4 separate regions of the Zea mays genome follow, and regions 2, 3 and 4 are each linked to region 1. The links are chromatin contacts, called in public Hi-C maps. All regions are on one chromosome and are shown on one strand. The core of a region is the stretch at or near the end of the contact, and the rest is flanking DNA. Distances in the headings are between cores, read along the strand shown. Region 1 holds the start of LOC100194254 (Tetratricopeptide repeat (TPR)-like superfamily protein). Region 2 holds the start of LOC100384130. Region 3 overlaps LOC103627275 (putative MYB DNA-binding domain superfamily protein). Region 4 holds the start of LOC103628686 (MFP1 attachment factor 1-like).

Evidence for each region. Hi-C and Micro-C count contacts between places; a contact is called where the count stands out from the background.
Region 2: a contact with region 1 is called in a Hi-C map of leaf mesophyll, with 2.6 times the contacts expected there. The contact joins the promoter of LOC100384130 here to the promoter of LOC100194254 in region 1. A contact is called at or near these places in 4 of 25 Hi-C or Micro-C datasets (bundle sheath, leaf, leaf mesophyll and 1 more).
Region 3: a contact with region 1 is called in a Hi-C map of tassel, with 2.8 times the contacts expected there. The contact joins the enhancer-like site here to the promoter of LOC100194254 in region 1. A contact is called at or near these places in 2 of 25 Hi-C or Micro-C datasets (ear and tassel).
Region 4: a contact with region 1 is called in a Hi-C map of endosperm, with 2.5 times the contacts expected there. The contact joins the promoter of LOC103628686 here to the promoter of LOC100194254 in region 1. A contact is called at or near these places in 4 of 25 Hi-C or Micro-C datasets (ear, endosperm, leaf and 1 more).

Annotation. Positions count from the first base shown.
Region 1 is chr5:174,654,860-174,658,182 of Zm-B73-REFERENCE-NAM-5.0, forward strand. LOC100194254 (Tetratricopeptide repeat (TPR)-like superfamily protein) reads right to left here and starts at 1,565. Exons shown (of 1, transcript NM_001139295.2): 1 at 311-1,565. The coding sequence starts at 1,481. The coding sequence ends at 495. LOC100382511 (Alkaline/neutral invertase CINV2) reads right to left here. Exons shown (of 4, transcript NM_001175248.1): 4 at 2,491-3,190. The coding sequence ends at 2,892.
Region 2 is chr5:174,192,343-174,195,665 of Zm-B73-REFERENCE-NAM-5.0, forward strand. LOC100384130 reads right to left here and starts at 1,712. Exons shown (of 1, transcript NM_001176712.2): 1 at 209-1,712. The coding sequence starts at 1,582. The coding sequence ends at 719.
Region 3 is chr5:175,084,041-175,087,363 of Zm-B73-REFERENCE-NAM-5.0, forward strand. LOC103627275 (putative MYB DNA-binding domain superfamily protein) reads right to left here. Exons shown (of 6, transcript XM_008647564.3): 6 at 2,853-3,323. The coding sequence ends at 3,077. Among protein-coding and RNA genes, the nearest start is that of LOC103627275, 8.8 kb to the right of the region's middle. Within about 2 kb of position 1,646, at least 18 of the 20 cell types and tissues checked have an H3K27ac peak or open chromatin away from gene starts, as enhancers often do. A contact at or near this core is called in ear and tassel, where this site is marked.
Region 4 is chr5:174,348,916-174,352,238 of Zm-B73-REFERENCE-NAM-5.0, forward strand. LOC103628686 (MFP1 attachment factor 1-like) reads right to left here and starts at 1,718. Exons shown (of 3, transcript XM_008648847.1): 1 at 1,594-1,718. The coding sequence starts at 1,718. It overlaps LOC103627263, which reads left to right and starts at 1,608. Exons shown (of 2, transcript XM_008647550.4): 1 at 1,608-1,910; 2 at 2,033-3,323. The coding sequence starts at 2,715.

The sequences.
Region 1 (3,323 bases), core at 315-2,814:
GAGGGAGCCGCGCCAAACGGCGATGCGCAAACAAGCGCTCTTCGCGTATGGGGATTCGCAGCTCTACATGTTTAAAGATCATGTTTAAAGGATCTTTGTTCGGTTCTACCCCAATCCATATGGATTGAGTGGGTTTCAATCCTAGAGTCAAAATTTGTTCTCATCCATATCAATCCTCTTCAATTTATATGGATTGAAAAAACCGAACAAGTACTAAGGTGGGTGTGGTTATAAATCATTGTGAGTTATGACAAGAGGAGAAAAACTGGGATTCATCATTCTTCGCATGTATGATCACAACAGCATGTCTGTCTCCAATTCACTCTTGTTTTCAATCATGTATACCAATCATGTCACAATTTCCATGCACATAAACAGAAATTGGTTGAATTGGAATGCTATCTAAACAGAGATAATCACATTTCAGCATGTTGACATAACAGCCATACACATGGCTGGCTACAATGCTGAATTGCAAAAAGGCAGAGTACCTCCTACATGCGCGTGCAGGAGGTGTCGAAGTCGTCGGGCGCAACCCTGGCGATCCACTCAGCAAGGCTCCTCTTGACCTCGCCGTGGTTGACGAAGGCGAGCTCGTACATGCTGCACAGGTTGACCACCACCGTCTCGTTGAGCGCCGCCGTGGGGACCCTCTCGAGGGCACCCTCCAGCACCTTGATGGCGTCGCCGAGGTCCCGCGAGTACATGAGGCACAGCGCCTTGTTGTTGAGGGCCACGGCGTCCGCGGGGTCCGCCTCGATGCAGCGCTCGTACTCCCGCACCGCCGCCGCGTAGTCCTTGCCCACGATGCACTCCAGCGCGCGGTTGCGGGCCAGGAGGTTGGCATGCCGCGTCGGGTCCTCGGACGCGGCGGCCACGGACTCCACGTGGCGGAAGGCAGCCGAGGCCGCGCCGAGGTTGCCGATCTGGAGGTGCGCGTAGGCGAGGCGCGAGAGGAGCACCGGGTCGCCCGGGTAGCGGCCGGCGATGTCGGCGAGGAGCGCGAGTGCGACGTCGAACTCGCGGTGGGCGAGGTGGTCGGCGGCGAGGACGGACGCGACGAGCGCGTCGCGGCGGCGCCACTCGGGGTGCCCGGCGTTGGGGCGTGCGCGGACGGAGGAGAGGAGCGTGTAGAGGCGGTCGAGCGCGAGGGGGCGGTCGGGGAGGAAGAGTGGGAGGAGAGCATGGAGGAGGCGGATGAGGAAGGGTGGCGGCGGGCAGGCCGGATCCGGGTGGAGGGAAGCTAGAAGCGCAGCGGCGTCGGGGAAGCGTCGGAGCTTGGCCAGGCAGAGGGCGGAGAGAGCGGAGAGGAGGAGGCGGTGGTGCGGATGGGGCGTGTGGGCCGGATGGGAGAGGTGGGAGAAGAGCGCCTGCCACTGCCCGCGGGTGGCCAGGTCGTAGGGGATCGAGAGATCGGGGACGCCTGGAGCGGCGACGTCGGTCGCCGGCGGCGGGAAGGTTGGGGAGGAGGCAGCAGCCATGGCGTAGCGGGGATGGAGATTGCCGAGATCTGGAAGACGGAAGCGTGGTCGACCTTCGACAGGTGTAGTGGGCTGGAAATGAACTGTGTTGCAGGCACTGGGCTTCTGTGTTTGTCCGCTTATATGTTAAACTTCGGGCCTCCAATAGAATTTTGATTGCCTTTTGAAAATTTGCTGGCGAAAGCCCGATGATAATCGCTGTGCACTCTTCGGGCTTGTTTGTGATCAAAGGTAATGTAGTGGATTAAGGGGGCAAGAATCCCCTACTACTTAATTTTGAATAGTGAGGGATTATAGTCCCCTCAATCCCTTCCATTACCCTTTGCCCCAAACAAGCCCTTCGTGTCGTAAAATGTACTGTATGATTTAAATTATCAGTCAAATAGAGTTAAAAGTTTGAACAAATATAAAAATATCTAAATCTAATATTTTAAAGGTATTTTTTATTTTCTGCCTCTCACTCTCACTACTCATGGCGTAGCGAGGCAGCAGCCATGGCGTAGCGGGGATTAGACCTGAAAAAAGAATGGCCAACCGAAAATAAGAGCCCAGTACATAAGTACATAGCCTGACACGAAAAAAATGGATCGAATTGGCACGACTCGAATGATTGAACTATGTCGTGTCTCAAACTCAGGCATGAAGCACTACTCATGTCTTGAATCATTTCTTAAATTCTTACACTGAATGATGTTTCTGAGTCTTGTTCCGCACGTGGATTGAATAGAATTAGAAACATTATTATAAAAGATTTTAACTTGTTTGAGGTTTAAACTCGTCCAATCCCACCTAATCCACATGAATTAAGAGCAAATTGAATAAGCCCTAAATGTATAGAGGGGAACAGGGGTGGCTGGATCAGAATTGTTTTCTTTCCTTGAACACAAGTACAACCGCGAAGCTCTAGGAGACAAAAGGAGGAAGAGACACACAAGGCACGCTTTCTATGACTTGTCGTCACAGGGCAGGGAGACAGGCAGTCAAGTAAACGCAATAGAAACACAGGCATCCAGCAACACAGAGAAAGGAGCTTTATTCATTCGTTAGAAAGAGCACTTATGCTTCACAGGGAAGCTGGAATCAGCTTACTCATCCGTATAATCCACTGGCACAACAAAGTTGACTCTAACCAAAAGGATCCACAACTTATAGGATGACCCAAGCAAGAATCAGAGTATCTTCTTACAGAGATTGCGAAAGAAGAAAACAAAATGCCCATTTCTGCAGTTGCTTCTTTTTCTTTCAACTCAGAAAACGAGCTGATATATTGTACAACCAAGGAAAATCCAGAAGACACAAACCATCCATGTTTGGAAGTCAAAGGAAACGGATCAGCAGACAAGGAGATGCTACCCCCAAGAACTCGTGTTTTCAGCAGCCTTTGCTTCCCTAAAAATTTTTGTGGCCATCTCAGTTTGTCCATGACGCAGACCGCTTCAAAACAGGCTTCAACATTGCCCTATCCTCTTCCAGGGAGATCATGCCGAGATGTGAAGGATCTTCCAACATCATCTTGGCGACCAAATACCCCGCGATGGACCAGGTCTGGAATTTCCTCGCCTGCTTGCCAACATACCGACCAAGCTTCCCATCATAGTACTCAGGCCATCCATCCTTCAACAGCCTCCTTTCTGCTAGGTCAATTGCCCTTCTTGCGATTTGTGGCCGTCCAGTTTTGATGCAGGCTGCAGTCAGCAGCCACAGAAGTACTGCAGAAAGATGTGCAGGAGTATGAAAACGATGTTTGGAAATACTAGCTCGTACTGTTTGGGTTCCTTGGACTAAGAACAATGAATAGATACAACATGTCATGTTATGAATTTCTACTAGAAAGATAAGAAA
Region 2 (3,323 bases), core at 462-2,961, 460 kb before region 1:
CGATCTCTCGCGCCATTGAAAAAAAAGTCAAAGCTCGCTGACGTCGAGCTGGTTTTGGCACTAATTAATTCCATATTGTGGCCATGAAATGAAATCATAAAACATTTTCTTCGCCGCAACGTGAGACCAAGTCCCGGGATCCAGGTCCAGGGTTATCAAACTATGGTACGGAATATATGCATACAATCAGTCATCACCACCTTCGCTTGCCAGTAACATATATTATCACCTAATACTACTAGTAACAATAATGAAAAACGATAGAAATAAAAAGAGGCACAAAACATTAGCAGCCTCCTACCTACCCACGTACATTTGACGAATGCAAACGGAGAAAGGTTTGTTTAAAAGAAGGAAAATTCATACTCTAACCAATCAATTAATTAATGAATCAGTAGCTACCAGCCTACCAGTGGCGGATGCCAACTTGTTTGCCCTCTCGCAACTGACCCACAAGCCAGCACGAATGACGAAACACGACGCGGAAAAAAAAACTCTAATAATACACTACGATTTGTTATTAGAAGAAAAAACAACTGACCCACAAGCGATGAGATTGCAGTAAAACTTAACCGGGTGTTGCTCGGTGAGGCACGGATGATTTCTCGAGTTGCTTGCACGCACAGCACTGCACGTCCGGACGGCAACGGCGAAGTGTCGTAATGGAATGGAACCGATCAGTAGAATTGAATTGTTGTGAGGTCAATAATCTAGAGATTTACAGGTCCGGGAAGTTGGGGCTGCTGAAGAACTCCAGCACGGAGAAGGTGGCCGGCGACGGCATGGTGGGCGTGGACAGCAGCAAGCTGCTGCGCGGGCTGGGGGCGAACGGCGCCTGGTCCAGCAGCCCGGCCGCGGCGGCGCGGGTGCCGGCGGAGGGGAGGAACGGGCTCAGCTCGCTCAGCCACGACAGGCAGCTCGGGTCGAACGGCATCGGCGAGAACAGCCCCGTGGAGGCCGCCGGAGGGAGCGCCGCGGGCGAGAGGATGCCGGGGCGGCCGGCGGGCGGGCCGAGGGCCGCGGAGAGGCTGTCCATGTCCGCCGAACCGGGCAGGAAGAAGCCGTCGTCGTTGGTGGCGCCGAAGTAGGGAGGAACGGCCGCCGGCGCGTGGTGCGGCGGCAGCGGGCGGACGGACCTCTCGATGGCGGCCAGCCGCGCTGCAGGGGACAGCGCGGCGGTGGGCGAGAGGAGGAACTCCCGCGGCTCGAACTCCATCGCCGCCGGGTGCGAGGGCCCCGCCGCGGCGGCGGCGGCGTCGAATTGGGCCTGCGAGGTGGAGCCCGGGCCGGTGAGGCGCTGGACCAGCGCCATGAAGTCCCCCGGCTTGGTGTGGATCACCTTGGGCGAGGCGTCGTAGATGATGACCGGCTGCCGCCCCTGCTGCTGCTGCTGCTGGTGGTACTGGTGCTGCTGCTGCTGCAGCTGCGCGGCCGGCTGCTGGTGCTGGTGCTGCTGCCGCTGCGGCGCGACGGGCGGCTTCCTGACCTTGTGCGAGTCCTTGCTGACGGCGAGCCGCGGCGGGCGCGGGCCCTGCAGCTGCCGGCTCCGCGGCGACGAGCGGTCGCCCGAGGACGCATCCATGTGCGGGGTTTGCAGCAGGCGGGCGGCAGCTGAGGGGAGCGGGAGGAGACGGCGAGCCGGAGCTAGAGGACGCAAGCCGTACGGGCTTTGTAGCTGCGGCCCGGCGGAGGAGGGGAGAGAGGCGGGTGGAATGGTTCAACGCGAGGAGGAAGAGAGCGAGGAGCCGGTCTCCATGTGTGCTGTTGACGACGGCCGACGGGTACCGAAAAGTCGACGGGCTAGGCTGGCTAGCCCAGCCCAGCCCAACCCAACCCAACCGTCTCGCTCTAAATGCTGGCCACTGCTCTATGATTGAGAGGGTCGCTCGCTTTGGAAAGGATGATTAGTTTAATTAACCTATGGATTACGGTGGTGCGTAGCTGAGCAAACCTAAAGCAGCTCGTCATTGATTTCATCCTTGACGACTTTCTTGTACTCGTCTTTGCGGCAGGCGCACCTCGGTCGGCTGAACCTGAACTGAACACGGCAGCGACCTGGATTTGGCTTGATGCACTTTTAGTGCTGCTACTAGCGCTGCCCTCATAGGTAATGAGACAAACCAAGAGAATGACATTCTCGGTGGCCATTTTATGAGAGTATTATTTTTATTAAATGACATGCTACGTAGACAAGCAGAATAATACGACATACAGTTTAACAATAAGAGACACGAGAGACTTTTATAAGGATGAAACTCGTGTACACCGTTTTCTAGACAAATATTGATATGACATTTTAAAAACAGTACGATAAAGCTGTGTATTGAGAATGGTCTAATAAGGTGTATTTTGGCTGAGTCATAATTTAAAGTATTTTTTTGTATGATAACATTATCTAAGACTCTAAATATAAATATTATAAACAATGTATTCCATGACAAACCATAAGGCCCACACCAAGGCGATCGCTCTGACCATATCTATTTCTATTGCTTGCTGATAGTTTATCCAAAATGATACCTGGCAAGGAAACATGGATGATTCTCTGTTTTCTTTAGGGCTACTGTTGGAAAGGTACAAGACGTTAAGACAATGCTGATGGTTTTTGAAAAGGGCTCTGGGCAACTGATCAACAAGGAAAATTGCTTCGTTCTTTTCTAGAATAATGCATACTTTGAGATGAAAGGTATGCTCAAGGAAATTCTAATTTCTACCAACTACTGAAGGCAGCTTTCGTACAACGATATCTTCAACTCTCGTTACAAGACGGAACAATCAAAAGAGAAGCCTTCCAATCAAATGAGTACCAAGCGACATGGCGTGACTGGGTCACGCCAGGGCTGGTGGCCTTCCAACAAGATTGCTAGCACAACAACATTAATCGTGCCACATATGGTGGCGTGACCATATTGCCGAGTTGCACCATGGCTTTTGATGTGACCAAGGTCTTGTTTGGTTATTTTACACCATATAAATTGGAGAAAATTGGGAAAAAAGAATGGCGTTGAGCATCATATTTGACACTTGGGCACGACTGGACGGTCTGACCATGTGGATCGGATGATCCACGAAACTCATGATCAGATTAACTCGAGCGATCATATTTATCCCGCACATTCTTATCCATCTAATCACATGAGATCTGTTGGATCTCGCCTAGGAATAGTTCCAAACCTTCTTTTCTACAAATATAAAGGGGTACGACCGATTGAAAACCCTGAATACATTTCAATTGAATAAATCTATTTACTTTCTTTATCATTTATGCCCTAGGAGTAGATACAACCTAGTCTTAGTTGCCACAACCATCTCTCTTCGACTCT
Region 3 (3,323 bases), core at 396-2,895, 430 kb after region 1:
AAGAATAACATATCCATAGACATAGCTGGATGCGCTAGTCAACATAGTGTCTGTCAGTGTAGATGTCCTACATAGCGCAGTGATTTACCAAGAAGAAGAGGATGAAGTGAGCAGTTATATCACCTCCGCTCCCTAAAATATAATCGTCAACTTCAAAGACGTACAAAGTCCAACCATATAAATTAAGTTAACATCCAATCGACCCCCTATATGGTACTAAACCAAAAAAACACACTTTACTCAGTACATGCTTCCGCATTTATTTAATTATTCATATGGTTTAAGCTATAACTAACATATGAAGTCCCTAAACATTTCAACGGATCACTTCGGGTTAGCTTAAATTAGAATTATACTCCATCCGTTTCGTTTTAGTTGTCGCTGGATAGTATAAAATTGCACTATCCAGCGACAACTAAAACGAAACGGAGGGAGTAGATTTTTGTAGGTCTTCAATAAAAACCATGAAACTTAATATTTCGCTTATCAATATTATAAAATTATAGTATATTTTACGAGTAATCTCTCTCTTATTTACCATACGAGAAAAGTTATCAGATTGTACTTTAATTTTATCATGGATGTCCTAGTGCCCTGCTCTCTCCTCCGTGTATATAATGTATAATCGTCTCTGGTTCAAAAACAAATAAATATATTTAATTTTTATTATACTATCGCATTTGTACGTATATATAGAAAAACTGCGTCTTATAATAAGACTATAATAAAAAAACTGTTACACCTTATATACTAGGACACTTATATACTAGGAGAGAATGAGTATTTGCTAGCGAATAATACAACTAAGGGATAGTTTGGGAACTACATTTTTCTATATGATTTCTATTTTCCCATGAAAAAATGAAATAATTTTCCTTAGAAAAATAAAAACCTCTTGGAAAAATTTGGTTCCCAAACTAGCCCTAAAAGTTAAAAAAAACCAAACAAGATTTTGTGGGAAGGTAACTTTTTTCTTTTGCAAATGGTAGGTATGCGACTTTGGTTTTGCTCCTTTCGCCGGAAAGGCAGGGGCAGCAATAACACCATCACTCCATCAGCGAGCGAGCGACCGAGGGCGTGTTTGCCGCCATGGCCCAACAGCCTGGCTGCGTTTCCGGGCTACAGCTTCTGTGTTTGCGTCGTCTGGCTTGCTCGGGAGCCAGGCTGTGCGCGTGCAAATTGAACCTCTCAGCCTGGCTCCACAAAAACGAGCTCAAGGTCCGTTTCCTGGGAGCCTGGCTGCTCGTGGCGCAAGGATTCTGCATTTAGGTAGTTTTGGTCTTCTAGCCTGGCTACATATTGGATGACAAACACCAACTCATCTTAGCCAGGCTCATATGGTACAAGTGCACAAATAAAGTGAGTTGCAGTAACTGGGACAGGCTAGCCTCAACCTTAACCAATTAAACGGGCCGAGCTGGCCAGTGGACAGGGTCACAAACACGCCCCGAGTGACCGAGACCGAGACGAGAAAATGCAGGCCACAACGGCGCACAGACGTCTAGGATGGATAGACGATAGAGGCCGGGCCGCCGGCGGGCCGAAGTCCAATTCCCTACCGAAACGAGGGGACGTTTCGTGATAGTGCGACGAGCCGACGATAAAGCGGTGGCAGCACAATGTGGGGGTCACGTGGCTCGAAGGAACACGTGGGGAGGAGCGCGTCTCGAGGGCGGCCTACGACAGTACGACTGGTACGAGTACGATGTTTGCACTGCAGCTGCACGGCTGCTCTGACTTCTCCAGGCCGCTTGGATACCGACGGATGCTCAGTGCTGTTCGGCTGACATTCACAACCATGAAATATCTCTCCAAGGCAAATAAAGTTGCTGAATATTGGCATTTGCTCCTACAGTAACATTACGATCGGTGTGTTTGGTTGATATATAAAAAGGAACAAAAGAAGACGGCTACATTTTTATAGTCTACATTTTTATAGTGTTTGGATAAAAGTAACGCGGAGACGAGGTGAACACTGTAGCAACTTTTGATGACGACATGGTCTAAAAAATCGAGAGGACGATGTCACCTCCGCCTATCCTACTTTTGACCTCAACCCAAACACAAGATTATATTTTCCAATGGCGGAGTGAATTTGACGCCATGAACGCAAATGTGACATCTCCAGATCTCCTTCAAGTCAGTTCGTATTCAAGCAGACAGGAGAACATTTGGGCAATCAGGGTCCCCCATGTGTCAGCAGTGGCAAGCATGAAAGCTATTCCTGACAAAGTGACAACCCCCCCTCTCCCTCCCAAAAGAAAAAGATAGGAGCGAAAACCCCTCAACTGTGTGTGTTAATTCGGTGGGTGACCGAAATGTCAACTGCTCCAGTACACGTGTGTAGACGAGGGTCCAGAATTGTGTTACAGCCACCGTGTGCGACAGCTGTACCAAACCAAGTCCCGTCCACTGACCTGACTGATTCGATGCGCCCTCATCCATCAGCCTGCCACACCCAGACGCTGCCAAACTAGCAGGCAGTCAAATCATCTCATGCACTAACAGTAACAGTTAACAGGTGAGAAAACAAAAATCTCGCGCCACAACAAGCTTTCTGAACCATCCAACACGACGATGGAACGGCTTCACGTGCCGTGTGACCACCGTTTCAGCAGGCAGCAGGCTTCAGCAGCACACTGGCATATCGACGTGCCACCGTCTCAACAGGCCTCAGCAGCATAGTACCGAAGCCTTTCAACGTAAATATGGAGAGGCTACAACCTGGTTTCAGGTCAGCTTTTCTCATGGTCAGCCAATGGCTCCAACAAAGCAAGGAGACAGCTGCAGATGCAGGAACCTGCCCAGACAGACAGGCACAAAGATGGCGGCACCATCGCCTCGGGCGCAAGTAGACACACACACACAAGCATCACACTTCACAAGGGAACTAGACGAGAACGTCTTTCAAGTTACGTTAGCGATGCCCAGCAGGAATACCAGACAAAAATCACCCAAATGCAAGGTGAAAAGAATGACACGCAAAACGACTAATATTCACATTCCAAGGTACAATCGACGCGCAAAAGTCCTACGGGTATTACTACAAAATTTACCGTGTTATTCAGGGTCCTGTCTATTGCCTGGCTGCTGCTGCTGGCAGATTCCCCTTCTTAGCAACACTCTTCACGGCCCTGATAGCACCGTTCACCGCCACACTATCCGGCTTGGGCTGGCAGCTGCTGGACGGTGGGCTTGCTTTGTTAGCATCTTTCGCGGGCGTGCTAGCCTGGCTGCTGGCTGGTACTCCAGAACTGACAAACGTGGCAATGCTATTCGTCATTTGGCAGCCTTTCGCGTCTATGGCATGCTTCGGGGGAGGA
Region 4 (3,323 bases), core at 468-2,967, 310 kb before region 1:
CTCCCTGACAAGTTCTTGTCCAATTTCTACATCCCACATGGCCATTTCGAATCTTGCCCATGTCTGACTTTTTGGTGTCTCTGATATCTAGTATATGGCCATTGCAATTGCCTCGAATTTCACATGAAAGTCATCCACTTGAAGTAGAAGGAAAGATTTCTTTTGAACCTCTCAACTTTGAGGATAGTTCAAATTTCATATGGATTTTTAACCTTCCTCGACTGTTAAGACATTTGTTTATGCACTCTAGACGACTATAAACAACAGTTTTATCTGACGTAACAGAGGTAACAACATATCAAAGTGAGTAAATTAGACTTTTAATAGTTTAAGAATGTACATTGGTCAACAACACTTTTTCATAATTAAAAAGACCTAAAAATCTTATTCAATATTAAAAATTCATAGATACTTTAGCTCAAAAATTATGAAACTAATTTTACAGATTTTAAAATAATATTCTATCTCATGGTGTCTAAACTGAAACTATTGAGTTTTCTATGAACTTATTTTGCTTTTTATTTGATACTAGATGCTCTTGAATCCATTATAATTGGTCAACATTAAGTACTCAGACCATGAAAAGTTCCGGTGACTTTGACAACAACACAAATGTCATGTAATGATGAACCACATCATATTGTGATTCTAAATTAAACTAGAAGAATATGTAGGTTTTCATGAAACTATTCCGTTGTTGTACCCGTTTGGTTGAAATTCCATTTTTTGACAACGAATCAAGTTCAGAAAGCCGAATCAAAGACACTCTTAGCCTTCTACATAGTTTTATACAGTGTGTTGCAAAAATTGATTTTTTAATAAAGGTTCGATAAATGAGGGATGATAAAAGTCACATCGAAGATTGTGGTTTCTTGGTACAATATCTGGGCACATAAACATTACTGATGGTTTTTATGTAATATAATTCTTTATTTGACACTAGCAAAGTTTCTAATTCATTTTTCCCTATAAAAATAAATCTTCTGTATTTTGACATTAGGGGTAAATTTGGTTCCCTATATAACACTGTCGTTAGCTCTCACTTCTAATTGTGTTAACTTTTATGTGAAAAATGAATTTATCCCTATTAAGGGCTAGTTTGGCAACCCCATTTTTCTATGGGATTTCCAATTTTCTAAGGGAAGATGAACTAATTTCCCTTAGGAAAATGGAAAACCCTTGGGAAACTATGGTTCCCAAACTAGCCCTAAATAGTTATTTTTGTATAAGTACCTATAATAATTATTACACATATTTATACATAAGTAAATAAAATATTGTGGAATTTTTTTATTGCAAATAATCATATATATATAATTATTTAGATAATTATTTAATAGGAGTAAAATCGTCTTGTTAACTGTTAGAGGTTAGAACTAACGGTAATACCAAATATATGTAATGTCAAATTGTAAAGACATATTTTAAAGGCTAAGAAATTAATCAGAAATTTTACTCTGTATCAAATAGTGAATTATCTTTTTTTAGGTAGGGAGTGTTCTTGTCACCCTCGCCTCAATGTTGTCAGAGATGGGGAGGAAAGTCGAGTTGTTAAAGAAACCGTCGAGATCCATCAAACAACTTTGATATAACAATTCTGTGACATCAGGCATTGCAGTGCTCACAGCGAGGTTCGATGTATCCCATCCCATCAGCATCGACGTCGCCACCCGCAGGCCGCACCCGCACGTCGCCGAGAAGCGGTCCCCATCAGGCATCAGCCGGGCTCCCTGCCTGGCTGCCTTCTCTCTCTCAACACTCTGCTCACCTCCTGCCCCGGCCGGAATAAGTGTTGTGGACGTGCGTGCCGCGCACACTCCCCGCCGCCCCCAGCGACGCCAAATGCTCTGCACCGAATCCCAATCATCGTCCTCCCTGCGCCGCAACTTGGCAACTTGTGCTTCGTCACGGTAAATATTTTACGCTTTTATTCGCAGCGTGTCACTCCTTTCTATCAGCGACCGGTCATCAGTCATCACCTTCCCCCTGACTCGTGCGTCTGTTTCTCCTGCCTGGGTCTGGGGTTGTCCAGTTGCCATTGCCACCACCAACCGAGCCTAGAGGGAAAGAAATCTTGGAAAGGTGTGGTGTGACCCCTGCTGCTGCTGGTGCCAGATTTGCTCGCGTTCGAGGCCTCCTTTTGTTTCCGCTAGATTCTGCCAAGATCAGCGATTCCCTCCGCCAGCAGAATCGCTCGCTCTCTTTCCATCGAGCGTGCATTCTTTTCTGCTGCTGAGTCGGGCAGGATCGGCGTAACCCCTCCAAACCCCAGACCTTTGTCCAGCAGCCTCGCGCCCTCGCCGCGTTGGTATGGTTTTTCCTTGCCCCCCGTCCTAGTTGCTCTGTTCGCTTGATTTCCTGGTCGAGGTTCTCGTGCGCTGTTCCAATTTCGAGCTAATCGTCCTGCTCCTGCCTAGCATTAATCCCCTTCTGTTCTTGGAGTTCACACACATCCCGTGCGCGCGGATTGCTGGTGCAGCAGTCGGCGGCGCCGCGTGCATTTTGCAACCGCTTTCCAAGCACCAGCTGCAAGCTTTGGCCTTTTGCCCTTTTCCTCCTCCCGTCCCCGAAATCCCGCAAGAAACTCGTCCCTTCTCACGAGTCACGAGTTTGGTGAGGCTTTGAAGCGAGCACAGTTCTCGTGAATATCGCAGTGGGGGTTGGAATCCGGCATCTCTGTCGGTCAGGCTGGGGTGGGAGTTTCCTCGTCGGAGATGGATGGGAATTTGCCGCCGCGCACCCTGATGCCAGGCGGAGGTCCAGGCCACTTCGATCTGGGGCAGCCGTTCCACTTCGCCGCCCAGCCCCAGGCGGTCCGGGTTCACCAGGGCGTCTTCGCCGTCCCCGCCGCGAACCAGATGCCGGAGCTCGGCAATGTGGTGAAGGCATCGCTGAGCGACGAGGAGGAGGAGGACGACGACGGCCACCTCGACCACGGCAAGGCGGCGGCCGCCTCCCAGTGGCACCGGGTCAAGTGGACCAGCGGCATGGTCAAGCTGCTCGTGTCGGCCGTGTCCTACATCGACGAGGACGTCGACGCGGACTACGGGACCAGCAGCGGGAGGAGGAAGCACGCCATGCTCAAGAGGATGGGCAAGTGGAAGCTGGTCTCCTCGGCCATGACCGAGAGGGGGCTCGCGGTGTCGCCGCAGCAGTGCGAGGACAAGTTCAACGACCTCAACAAGAGGTACAAGAGGCTGACCGAGATCCTCGGCCGCGGAAGGGCTTGCCAGATCGTCGAGAAGCCAGAGCTCCTTGAACAGGTGAGCCTATCTGCGAAGCTCAGGGAGGAGGCCAAGAAGCATCTCAACTCCAAGCATCTG